Linked DNA regions of Mus musculus: region 2 is linked to region 1. Evidence: chromatin contacts called from public promoter capture Hi-C data. All regions are on one chromosome and are shown on one strand. The core of a region is the stretch at or near the end of the contact, and the rest is flanking DNA. Distances in the headings are between cores, read along the strand shown.

Region 1 (6,070 bases), core at 990-3,489:
CCATGAGTCTTTTCCTAAAGAACAATAGATTACTACTAGAAATCACTGACCCTGATAACATCTAACACCAAACAAACTAGTACTTTAATGGAGCACCACAGTCTATGCTAACAGACCTGGGTAAGTGAATGCATAGCGAGAAGCCCAGGAGCCTCAGGGAACCTGGTAGGGGAGCACAGAGGGATTGCAACCCCATTGGAAGAACTACATAGGCTGACCTGACCACCCAGTTCTTCCAGAGACTAAACCACCAACCAGGGAGTGTACCTGGAGGGATCCAGGTACACATGCAGCAGAGGATGGCCTTCCAACCCTGACAGCAACCGGAAAGGAGGCCCTTGGTCCCAGGGAGGTTTGAGGGCCCAGTGTAGGGGGGATGCTGGAATAGTAGGGTGGGAGAAGGTGGGTAGGTGGGGGAGCACCCTCATATAGGCAAGGGGGAGGGAGAAGGGAGGATGTGGGATGAGGGGTTGGTAGAGGGGTAATCGGGAAATGGGGTTCATCTGAGATGTAAACAAATGGAATGATTAATTTTAAAAAAAGAAGCAGCTAAGGAACAAATATTTACTACACAGTAAGAATCTACAAGATACTTAGATCAATGTTTATAATTTTTCTATATCCTGTTATTAATAACCCTTTTTCACAATATCCACAAGCTCAACTTATACCATATTATTTACTGCACTGCATATATCAAAACAGAGTGTTCTTTACCTTAAATATGTACAATTTTAAAACTTGCATTTCAAATGTCAAAAGAAACAGAACATCTAGATTAATTCACGGTTGTGGTACATACCTCCTTTCTCTAAAAACAAGGAATTCTCACAAGAAAATCAAACCCTACTGTTAGCACTCCATGTAATGTTCTTTTGCTTTCCAAATCTGTAATATAAGGGCATAATGGCATGCCATAAAGACAATTATAGCTTTTTGATTTCGTTAAATGAGTAGTTCAAAGAAACAATATCTATTTTGAGAAAATAAATGTTTCCCATTTTAATGGCATAATTTAGAATTACAATAAGTGTCACAACTATGTGCTGATATGTAGCACCTCTAACTTTTAAAGATTTAAACTTTCAGTGCAACTATTAAAAGTAGGTCCCCCAAACTCATATTTACTAATTACTATTTTATTACTATTTACTAAATTATTTCTACTAATCTATAATACTGGTAATTTTAGTTACGTTTCAGTTTACATTTACAGCAGTCACTTAACCAGTTTTATTATGATTGTACAAATGGAAGAAGCTATTCTAAAGAATACTTTGTTCTAGGTTAACATACCTAAGTAACTATGGAATCCAGATTTGAAGCAAACAAATCACTTTCACTTGCAGTCATCCGCCTCCTGAAATGACTGCCCACTGGACAAGTGTCTATCTCAAGTCTAACTGTTGGTTGGGAGAGATGTGCATAAGTGGTTTTAACACGTCTGCCCAGTTCCCTGTCCAAGATTTTCAGCTGAAATGACTGCAACAATAAGGATGTCATGACTCCTTGCAATGAACACCTCTGTCCTCTGTTTCCTGTTCTGTGTGGGGATTCTCACTTGTCTAGAGAAACAGTTCTGGCATCCTCATCACATTTTCCTATTCGCCTTTACCCCACATTTGGCTTCTTTTGTGACTTGACTGCCCCCTCCAAAACTTACCCTAAATTTTAATTGCTATTTTAATGATAGTAAGGGGTGAGGCCTTAGTTGGGTCATGAGGATTCAGCCTTCTCAAATAAGTTACATCTTAGGAGCAGGCTAGCTGCCTTATGAGAGGGTGAGTAAGAAAGGGGGAGATACTGGAGTTCTCTTTCCCCCTCATACTCCTGTGCTTACTCTGATACCTTCTGCCATATTATGACAGAGAACGACCAACCTCACCAGATAAGATCACTCCATCCTGAACATTCTAGATACTAAACTGAATCAAAGCTAATAGAGAAATCTTTTATTAATGAATCAGTGTCTGATACATTATAGCAGTTTCCTATTTCTGTTCATAGTTAAGAGCTTTAAGGAGTGAAAAAAAAATGACTTACTTTGTCTTTCCGACCTCAAACTGACAGTATGGTTACAGAGATATGGTGTAAAATCAAGTGGCTATCCCTAATGACACACACTTGTAAGGTTAGATTTTTTTCAAAATCTATTTAGGGTTCTTAAACTGAACTTCAACCTCCCTTCTAACCTACCAACTGAAGTTATGGGGGTAAAGGTTAAAGGTGTTTTGGGCCTGTTTAGAAGTACTTCCTTGGGGCAATTCCACTCTTTGTTGTCAGGATCCCAGCAGTCCAGCTCAGTAGCAAACAGCAAACACAAATCAGTAGTAACACGATCCAGCAGAAACTGGTAATCCAGCAGAAACTGGTAAAGTCAGTATAAGTGGTCAGAATCAACAGGAATACCACAAGAAGTTCTTTGGCATATTTCTCTGAAGTGAAGACCAACGAAGCATTGCACAGTGTAACAATGCAAGAGAGTCCTCTCATTGTTTGTGGAGTTTCAATTATATTCTTTCTAAACATCATGTCACACCTTCTCACAAAGCAGCTTCCAGAAAAACATCACATGGCATAACTGAGTTGTTAAAAGAACCCAGAAATTACCATTTCACACTGCGTCAACATCAATAGAACCAAGAATAAATATTGCCATTTTAAAATAAAGCCAGTAACATAATTTTAATCTTTATTTGCAAAATTTCATTATAAATATATTATTTTTCAATGTTTTATTTTATTATTTTTTGCAAATATGGATATTTTACCTACATGTATGTGTGTGCACCACGTGCATACAATATTCTTGGAGGCTAGAAGACAGTGGATGTCAGATTCCCAAGAACTCGAATTAACAATGGTTGTAAGCCACTTTGTGGGTACTAGAAATCAAACATGAGTCCCTGGAAGAGTCACCACTCCAACCTCATAAATCTATTCTTGAGCACATGACTATGAAATCATCAAACTACTTGCTTTAATATTCTGAATACTATGAAAAAGATTAAATCAATGTCATCTGGTTTCGTTACTCTCAAAAACTAGAATGTCTACCAGTGCTACAACCTAATGTTTACAATCTGGCCTGTGGGGAGCCGCATTCACATTTGCCATTACAAGATGGCGCTGACAGCTGTGTTCTAAGTAGTAAATAATCTGCACATGTGCAGGGGCAGTTTTCCCGCCATGTGCTCTGCCTTTCTCGTGATGACAACTGGGCCGATGGGCTGCAGCCAATCAGGGAGTGACATGTCCTAGGCGGAGGATAATTCTCCTTAAAAGGGACGGGGTTCTGGCACTCCCCCTCTTCGTCTCTTCTTTCTTCGTCTCTTTCTCTTCGTCTTTTCCTCTGCTCTCTGCCTCTCTCTCTCTCTGCTCTCTGCGTCTCTCTGCGTCTCTCTCTCTTCCTCTCTGCCTCTCTCTGCCGCGCTCTTCCGCGCTCTTCCTCTCTTGCTCCTGAGTAAGCAATAAAGCTTTGCTGCAGAAGATTCTGGCTTGTTGCGTCTTTCCTGGCCGGTCGCGAACGCGCGTAAGACTGGCCCATCTTTCCTTTGTTATCTGTTTTCCAGGCTTGCCTCAAACTCACTATTCTCTGGCCTCAACCTCCAGAATTCCATCAGAGATGTTAGTCGCCATACTCAACTCTTTCCCTTTACTCATGAAGGAACCTTACTAGACTTCTGTTTATTCTGGTGAGCTAAATCTGACTATGCCTGGGCAGTGACCACTCCAGACTTGTCTGTTTTTCCACAAACTTCTATAGTTATGCTCTAGACATCTAATATTATTCTGTTCAATACTAATAAAAGCCAGGAGAGCAGAAAGCAAGCTGGCCATGATGTACCAAATAGTAAGATCAGGAACAGGGCTAGCACCAAGGACAAAAGAAGCAAAAGGAACATGGGAGAGAATGGTAAACGTGGATAATCAACATTTAATGAGCAGCTACTACATGATCTCCTCCCAAACAAGTGTGGGTACCAATCTTCAAATGTGGCTATTTGAATGCCAAAATTAAAAGACAATTATCTTTGGTTACCAAAAACTGAAGGAATAAAGTGAGTGAGTGTGATGGTTAATATTAACCATCAACTTGATGAGATTTAGAGGATTATGAAAACAATAGTTGAAAGTACACATTTCTATTTTAAAATATTTCATAGGCTGCCAATAAAATGACTAATTTTACTTGAGCTTTAATACCCCAAATGTTTAATACATTGTAGGTAATTAATGCATTAATAAATGTACTTTTCATTAAGGTTATTTGTATGTGTGTATTAGTGTGTGCAAGTGTGTTGGGTGCCCATGGAGGCCAGAACATGGGATCAGACTGTCATGGGACAGTAAATTAGTCCAGCCACTCTGGAAATAAATATAATGAATCCTCAAAAAGCTTAAAATAAATCTACCATATGACTCATCTATACTACTCCTCAACATATGCCCAAAGGACTCAACATCCTACTCCGGATACTTGCTCAGCAATGTTCATTACTACTCTATTCAAAATAGCAACCTAAAAGTCCTTCAATTAGCAATGGATAATGAAAATGTGATACATATAAACCATGGAATACTATTCTGCTATAACAAAAAGTGAAGTCGTGTAATTTGCAGAAAAATGAATAGAATTAGAAATGACCATGTTGAATGAAGTAACTCAGACCAAGGAAGACAAGCTTTTCATGTCATCTCTTATCTGAATTCCTGGCCCCCAATCTTCAAATGTGGCTATTTGAATGCCAAAATTAAAAGACAATTATCTTTGGTTACCAAAAACTGAAGGAATAAAGTGAGTGTGATGGTTAATATTAACCATCAACTTGATGAGATTTAGAGGATTATGAAAACAAACCTCAGGTCTATCTGTGAGGGATTGCCCAAATTTTAGGTTCACTGAGGTGGGAAGACATACCCTAAACACAAGGAGTACTAGTCCACAGGTTGGAACACCAGAGTGAATAGAAAGGGAGAAAGAAAATGGACACTCTGCTTCCTAACTATAAGCACAATGTGACCGATCTGCCTCTGAATTCTGCCACCATGCCTTGATGTCATGGAACTGGCAGCCAAAATAGACCCTGCCTTCTTTAAGGTGCTCTGGTCAGGCATTTTGTCACAGCAATGAGGAAAATAACTAACACGGTGTTAGTCCGGCTATTTGACCTGCTAAATCCTGTGGAACATGCAGTACTGCAGTTCTATGATGTTTCTCTAGCAACAGAGACTATGCAAGAACAGTTTTTAAGACACTGCTATTTTAAACATAAACAATTCAGCCTATTCTTCTGGTCTCTCCAGAAACTTGACCGGTATCTACTAAGTACACTAGAGGGTAGCTTTTAAAAGTTGTCAGCAAACACTTTGATATACTTCCCTTCAAAAATGAAATACAATGTCCCCATTTTCTTGAGTGAGGGCTGGGTTGGTTGGTTGGTTGGTTGGTTGGTTGGTTGGTTGGTTGGTTGGTTGGTTTGAGACCAGGTCTCACTGTATGTCTCTACCTGGCCTTGAATTCACAGTAATCTGCCTGCCTCTGCCTCCAAGTTCTGAGTGGCGGCTCACTGTTTAAGAACAGAATGTGGAAAGGTTGGTAATATAGCTTAGTAGTAGAGTGCTTGTCCAGCATGTGTGAGACCCTGGGTTTGATCACTGACACCACAAAAATAAATCGAAATATACAATACTTAACAAAATGTGGAGAAAGCAATACTGTAACACTGGTCTAGACAAAGCACGCTATCATATTCATATCTACTCAGGCCACGTCAAAGGGTGAGCATCTGAGGACCCAAGCATGAGGCTCTGGGCATCTGCAGTCAGTCACACAGCTCTAAAACATACTCATAGAAAGGACCTTAGAGTATGCCACAAGAGATGTTCACGTGCTAATTTTGGTTTTAAATGATATAGGTAACTTCTGTCAGTCCTGTTTCCTTTTTGAGACCAGGTCTCACTATGTTGCCCTGACTAACCTGGAATTTCCTATATATCCCAGGTAAGGCTTTAATTCACAGACATCTGCTTGCTTCTGTCTCCTGAGTGCTAAAGTTAAAGGTGTATG
Region 2 (6,070 bases), core at 2,021-4,520, 210 kb after region 1:
CCAATTATTCTGAAGTCTTTTAAATATAATATAAAGTCATTAAATATAATCTAAAGTAACTTTATATTATCTCTTATAGACCATGCTCTAGTTAACATGAAGGGAGGTGATGGCTGAGTAGTTGAAAGTGTTGTTTTCTTTTGCAGGGGCCCAGAGTTTAGTTCCTAGCACTCCCATCAGGCAGCTCAGGACTACCTGTAACTCTAAATCCACGGATCCAACCACTGCTTTCTGTCCTCAGGTACATAGACACACTTAAGGTCTTAAAGGGGGAGGTGAGTTATTACACATTACAAGACATGAAGTAAACTCAAATGTAGCATGTTGTAACAGTAACATACTTTTATGTAATTAAGAATGTTTGGGGCCAGGCAGTGGTGGCGCACATCTTTAATCCCAGCACTTGGGAGGCACAGGCTGGCGGATTTCTGAGTTCGAGGCCAGCCTGGACTACAGAGTGAGTTCCAGGACAGCAAGGGCTACACAGAGAAACCCTGTCTCGAAAAACCAAGAAAAAAAAAAAAAGATTGTTTGACTACATGTTGAATATTAAATGGTAAGACGGAGGGGATGTTCAATTCACAGTTCATATATATAGGTCTGTATCCTATATACATGCTGTGCCTGTAGAGGCCAAAAAAAAAAAAAAAAAAGACATTAGGTTTCCTGAAGTTAGAGTTACAGACAGTAACTAGGGCTAGAACCAGGATCCTCTGGAAGAACAGCATAAGCTCTTAACTGCTGAGCCATCTTTCCAGCCCCATATTTTTAAGAGATAGATATATTAATCATAGTTGGAATTTATTCTAAAATACTTTCCAATGAAAATTGATAGGGATTTCCAGAAAAGGGTTATAACATTACCAATTACTAAATACGGGGACCACTGGTACCATGACTGGCCACAACAGAAGGAGCCATGGTAAGGGAGCTCAGAAGGTATTAGATAGTTAAGTGCTTGTAGCCATCCTTGAAAAATGATGACATCTAAAAAGGAAATTCCAAAACCAAGCCTGTCTGCCACTTAACCTAAGCTTGTCCTGCTTAGGATATAAGCAGGAACTATCTGACCTGTTAGGCTGACATGCTCAGACTAAAGTGAATGTGTTATATGTGCATCAATGTTTTGTCCCAGTGATCAGCGAATCTGAAATGATCAGCTAGTTAAATCATGCTTTCCAGCCAGTCGTGGTGGCGAACACCTTTAAACCCAGCACTCGGGAGGCAGAGGCAGGTGGATTTCTGAGTTCGAGGCCAGCCTGGTCTACAAAGTGAGTGCCAGGACTGCCAGGGCTTCACAGAGAAACCCTGTCTCGGAAAACAAAACAAAACAAAACAAACAAACAAAAAAAATCATGCTTTCCAACCTGTTTGGCTATTAAGAGAAAAAATACCTACCTCCTTTTTTTTTTTTTTTTTTTTTTTTTTTTGTTTGAGCACCTAACCTTAAGAAAGGATAGATGGAAGAGTGGGAGGAAAAGTTGTAGGAGCCAGAGGGGTCAAGGACAGCACAGAAATCTGATAGAATCTATTAACCTAAGCTCAGAGGGCCTCACAGAGACTGAACCACGAGGCATGCAAGGAACTGACTCTCTCCACATCTGTAACAGTTGTGTAGCTTGCTTTTTCATGTGGGACTCCTAACAGCAGGAGCAGCAGCTGTCTCTGACTCTTGCAGCCTACCTTTGGGACTCTTTTTTTTTCCCCTTACTGAGCTGCCTCAATAGAAGATGCACCTAGTTTTACAGCAACATGATCTGCCAAAGCTGGTTGATATCCGTGGGAGGCCTCCCCTTTTCTGAAGAGAAGTGGGGTGGGGTGACTGGGTGGGAGGAAGGGAAAACTGGTCAGTATGTAAGTAAATCAAAAAATAAAACATTGGGAAGAAAGTGGTTAGGCATGATGTCCTACCTTAATCCCAGTTCTTAGCGGCAGAGGCAGATGGACCTCTGAGCTCAAGGTCAAGGCTGATCTACATAGCAAGTTTCAGGACAGTCCTGTCTCACCTACATACACGCCCACACTCCAAAAAAGTAGTCAGGCAGGAGATGGTGGCGGCCCATAAATGAAGTACCCTGGTGAACAAGAGTTGGAAGCCACTTATATTACATAGTAAATTCCAGGCCAGGCTGGGCTGCACCATATCCCAAAACAAAAAGTGAATTTATCAACTACTAAACGTCCATATGCTTAACAAAATAGAAGACAAAAGTACTTTCTGCCATCAATGAGCTCTAATTGTGGAACTTTGCACAGGCTTTTTAGATACCTTAATCTTGATGGCTATGGTAGTACAGCTTCATTCCCAGAGGTTAGGAGACAGTGGCAGGCAAGTCTCAAGGCCAGCCTGATGTGAAGAGTTCAGTGCCAGGCTAGTCAGGGGTGCATAGTGAGCCTTTGACTCAATAAGATGATGACAACATTAATTATCAACGAATTGTCATCTTCAGAACAAGAAGCTGTGAGACTGGACAAGACAACTTCATTGTACAAGGCCCTAAGTTTGATCTCTAGCACCATCCCCAAAGAAAACTCTGTGTGTGTGTGTGTGTGTGTGTGTGTGTGTGTGTATTTAACTTTGTTTGGCTGGTGAAGATCTCCCAAGGAAACCACAGTGAAGGTAAGACATGAGCGAGTTGAAGTATGGAGAGGGGACTAGGATGTTAGAGAGTCCTAAGCTGTCCTAGTAAGGGAAGATAGGGTATATGAATTCTGAGGGAAGGGACTGAGTTGAAATGGGGATCTTCATTACAACTACTATAGACAGGCAGCTGAAGAGGTGTTGCTTGTAGCTTTTACTACCCCACCAAAGCTCCAGGAACAGGCCATGCTACCAGCCCCCACCCAGCTTCCCTTGAATCCAAGGATAAAAGAGGAGGTAGGATCAGATGGCAAGGGCTGTAGACCATGCCAAAGTGTGGTGGCACTACTCTCTAGTTCCAGGTTAGATCAAGTTCAAGGCCAGCCAGCTTGAGCTACACTGGCAAGTTCAAGGCCCTGAGTTACATGAGACCTGTCTCAAAACTAAAAATAAAATGGCCTTGTCCTGATGGTAAAGAAAATATAAGCAGAAGGTAGTATGCAAGGAAATACAAAATCTAGATTTGTGCCTCTTTATTCACAATTATTGAAAAAATTATGCATGCCTCTCCCATGTGCATGGTGTTCACTGGGGCCCTTGGTAAGGTGCAGTCTGTTTCAGCGGGTCTGGGGTGGGGCTTGGAGGCACATGATCACAGATGATACTCGTGTTCAGTGTGGCCAAAGAGCACACTTGCGTAAGACTCGCCATAATAGGTAATTTTAGAAATAGATCTGATTTGTATCTGAGACATTTTAGTGAAGTGGTGAGATATAAGACATAATCAGAAGACATATCTACCTGAAGACTTTAAGGGGAGAGGTGAGTAGGGTGATTCTTAGCTGGGTTCACATCGGAAGAAGCAGGTGCCTTAAATGGAAGTCAGGGTTCCTGTGCAGCGTGAGCAGCTACAAAACGAATGAGTCTCAATGAGGCCTGAAGGAGTTTAGGTTGTTGTTTGTTTTGGGTCTTGTTTTTTTTTTTTTTCTATTTGAAGATTTATTGTATGTATGTGCACCATATGTGTGCCTGGTGTCTGTAGAAGTCAGTATTGAATCCCCTGGAACTGGAGTTCCGCATGGTTGTAGCCCACCATGTAGGTGCTGGGAATCAATCCTGGATTCCCTGCAAGAAAAATGGACCTAGCTGCTGAGCAGCTTTATACTTCTCAGTTAAATACCAATACCAATACAGATGTGAAGCTGGACATTGGCATGCTGAATCTGTTTAAAGTGAGGCTAGGTTCCCAATTGCAATCGGCTTACACGAAATTAGGGCCTGAACCAGCCCAGTGGTTGAAGTAGGAGAGGAGTTGGGCAATAGGCTGGTTCTGTGTGGTGACTTGAAGACAGATGACAGAACTCCTTAGTCCCCTTGACCAAACAGTAGATCTGTTTGGACATCCTTTTCATGGCATCAAAGCCCTTGGGAATAGTTGAAAGGAAAACCTATAGTGATTTTAGTCTGTCATACATACTCCTAACCTCCCAAGCCCAGTTAGGACCTAAAGGTGCTCTCTTGTACCTCTTTGTCTCTGTGTCATATGTCTAAACTAAACCTTTTACTCCCTGGATAGTTAGGGTACACCTAGACTCAAAGCATGGCATGCCTGTTTCCCCATGGCAGAAGGGCCTCTTGTAGTTTGGGGTATTATACTTTAATCTGTATTAGGCTTTTTTGTTTGTTTTTGTTTTTGTTTTGAGACAGGGTTTCTCTGTGTAGCCCTGGCTGTCCAGGAACTCACTCTGTAGACCAGGCTGGCCTCAAACTCAGAAATCCACCTGCCTCTGCCTCCCAAGTGTTGGGATTAAAGGTGTGCCGGTGGTGCTCGGTGGCTTTTGTTTTTTGTTGTTTTGTTTTTGTTTTGTTGTTGTGGGTTTTGTTTGTTTTTGCATACACATGTCATGTCTGAAGCACATGCATGCAGTACCCAGTGATGCTAGGAAAAAGCACCATCTCTTCTGGAAGTGAAGTTAGAGAGGGGAGCTGCTATGTGGGTGCTGGGAATTGAACCTGGGTACTCTGGAAGAGTTGTCAGTGGTCCTGCTGACATCTCTACTGCTGAGCCATTTCTGGCCTGGGCTTCAGCTCCTTAACTAGTTCTGATGGTTACCATGATACAGTCATTCCCATACCCTCATGCCCTCCTTGTCCCTTAAATGAACTTATAAGGGTTTTCTAAAGCAAGGCTTGGAAGATGTGTGAAAGGCGAGGTAGTCTATAACTCAGCTGCTGTCATCACAGCACACACCTTCGTCCTAGCTTTAGCCACGTTTCTTCCTGCTGCTTCGAGGTCAAACTATGTCATCCCCGTGTCACTGGGAATTCTGCCACTCTCCCTGACTTTGCACTCTGCTTTTCTTCTGTGGTTTTCTCTTATCTCCTACAACTTCTGAGCTAATGTACATGCAATGAGCTTTTTCCCCAAGTTGCTCTTGACTACCTCCCAGCCTTGATTAATATTTATTTGTTTGTTTGTTTGTTTGTTTGTTGTTATTTATTTATTTATTTATGTGCCCTAGGCATGAAACAGCTTTGGCCATCAAACCAGGCATTAATCTAGGATGAATAACTGCCATCCACTCTGCCCCTGACTGATATAAGAACACCACTGCCATAGGTGTCTCTTTGCCCATTGCCCGGGGGGTATTTCTGTCCTCAAGAATCAGTAATGCCTATTTTTTAAAAAGTCTTAATAATCTCTCCATTAAGGAAGTATCAACTGCTAAATCAGAAAAAAAAAATCTGTACCTCTTCAAACATAAATGTTTATTGAGTCCTATCTCATTCAGAGCCCACAGCTGTGTGCACTGAGCATGTTCAATAAATATTTGCTCTTGTGGTTTGATTTCACTGAAACCCAAACTGAACTTTCTAGCTGTACCGAGGACCGGGGCAAATTCCAGTAAGATGCTTCAAGACCCTGGGAAAAGCAGCCAACATGATAATGCCGGGCTTGCTCTTGATAAGCTTCATCCCACCTTAATTACCACCCGAAGATGCTGTTATTACCCTAAGGTCCTTCTTCTTCGACAATCCAGAGGAGCTAGGCATGCCCTTGCTTTGAGGCTCTGTGTTTTGCCAAAGCTCTATGGAAGGGAGTTACTCAGTAACCATAGGAGGGTCTGAGCTACCAAAGACAAGAACACCACAGCCTAGGGCATGAGGGCAGCAGGCAAAGGCCAGTTAATGACCTGCTCACGGTGATTTATGTAGACTGGAGGCTGCTGTAGAAAGGAATTAATGACCTGAAGGAGGTCCCAAAAATTAGAGGGGAAGTAAACGTTAATATTCTTTCAATGTCACTGGAAGACCCGATGTATGCTTTCCAATCTTGTTTCCACTCAGAATGGAGAGAAACGGTTCTACAGATAAGTAGGGGAATTCTCCCCCAAATTTTTACCTGACACGAGTATATCAGAAGGCAGGAAGATGATTCAGTGGGTCAGAGTGGCAACCTGAATTCATTCCTGGAACCTCATGAAAAGA

The links. Promoter capture Hi-C pulls out the DNA fragments that hold promoters and counts their contacts.
Region 2: a promoter capture Hi-C map of liver shows a contact between it and region 1, with 2.1 times the contacts expected there. The contact joins the promoter of Serpinc1 here to the enhancer-like site in region 1. A contact is called at or near these places in 10 of 39 promoter capture datasets (the 3T3-L1 cell line, the C10 cell line, cranial neural crest and 6 more) and 2 of 9 other capture datasets (adipose tissue and liver).

Annotation. Positions count from the first base shown.
Region 1 is chr1:160,764,367-160,770,436 of GRCm38.p6, forward strand. The region is part of intron 1 of Rabgap1l (RAB GTPase activating protein 1-like); the gene reads right to left. Among named protein-coding and RNA genes, the nearest start is that of Gm37083, 24 kb to the right of the region's middle. Within about 2 kb of position 2,240, at least 7 of the 459 cell types and tissues checked have an H3K27ac peak or open chromatin away from gene starts, as enhancers often do. A contact at or near this core is called in liver, where this site is marked.
Region 2 is chr1:160,975,313-160,981,382 of GRCm38.p6, forward strand. Serpinc1 (serine (or cysteine) peptidase inhibitor, clade C (antithrombin), member 1) reads left to right here and starts at 3,271. Exons shown (of 8, transcript NM_080844.5): 1 at 3,271-3,403. LOC115487665 (a small nucleolar RNA gene) reads right to left here and starts at 5,228; the gene lies at 5,091-5,228.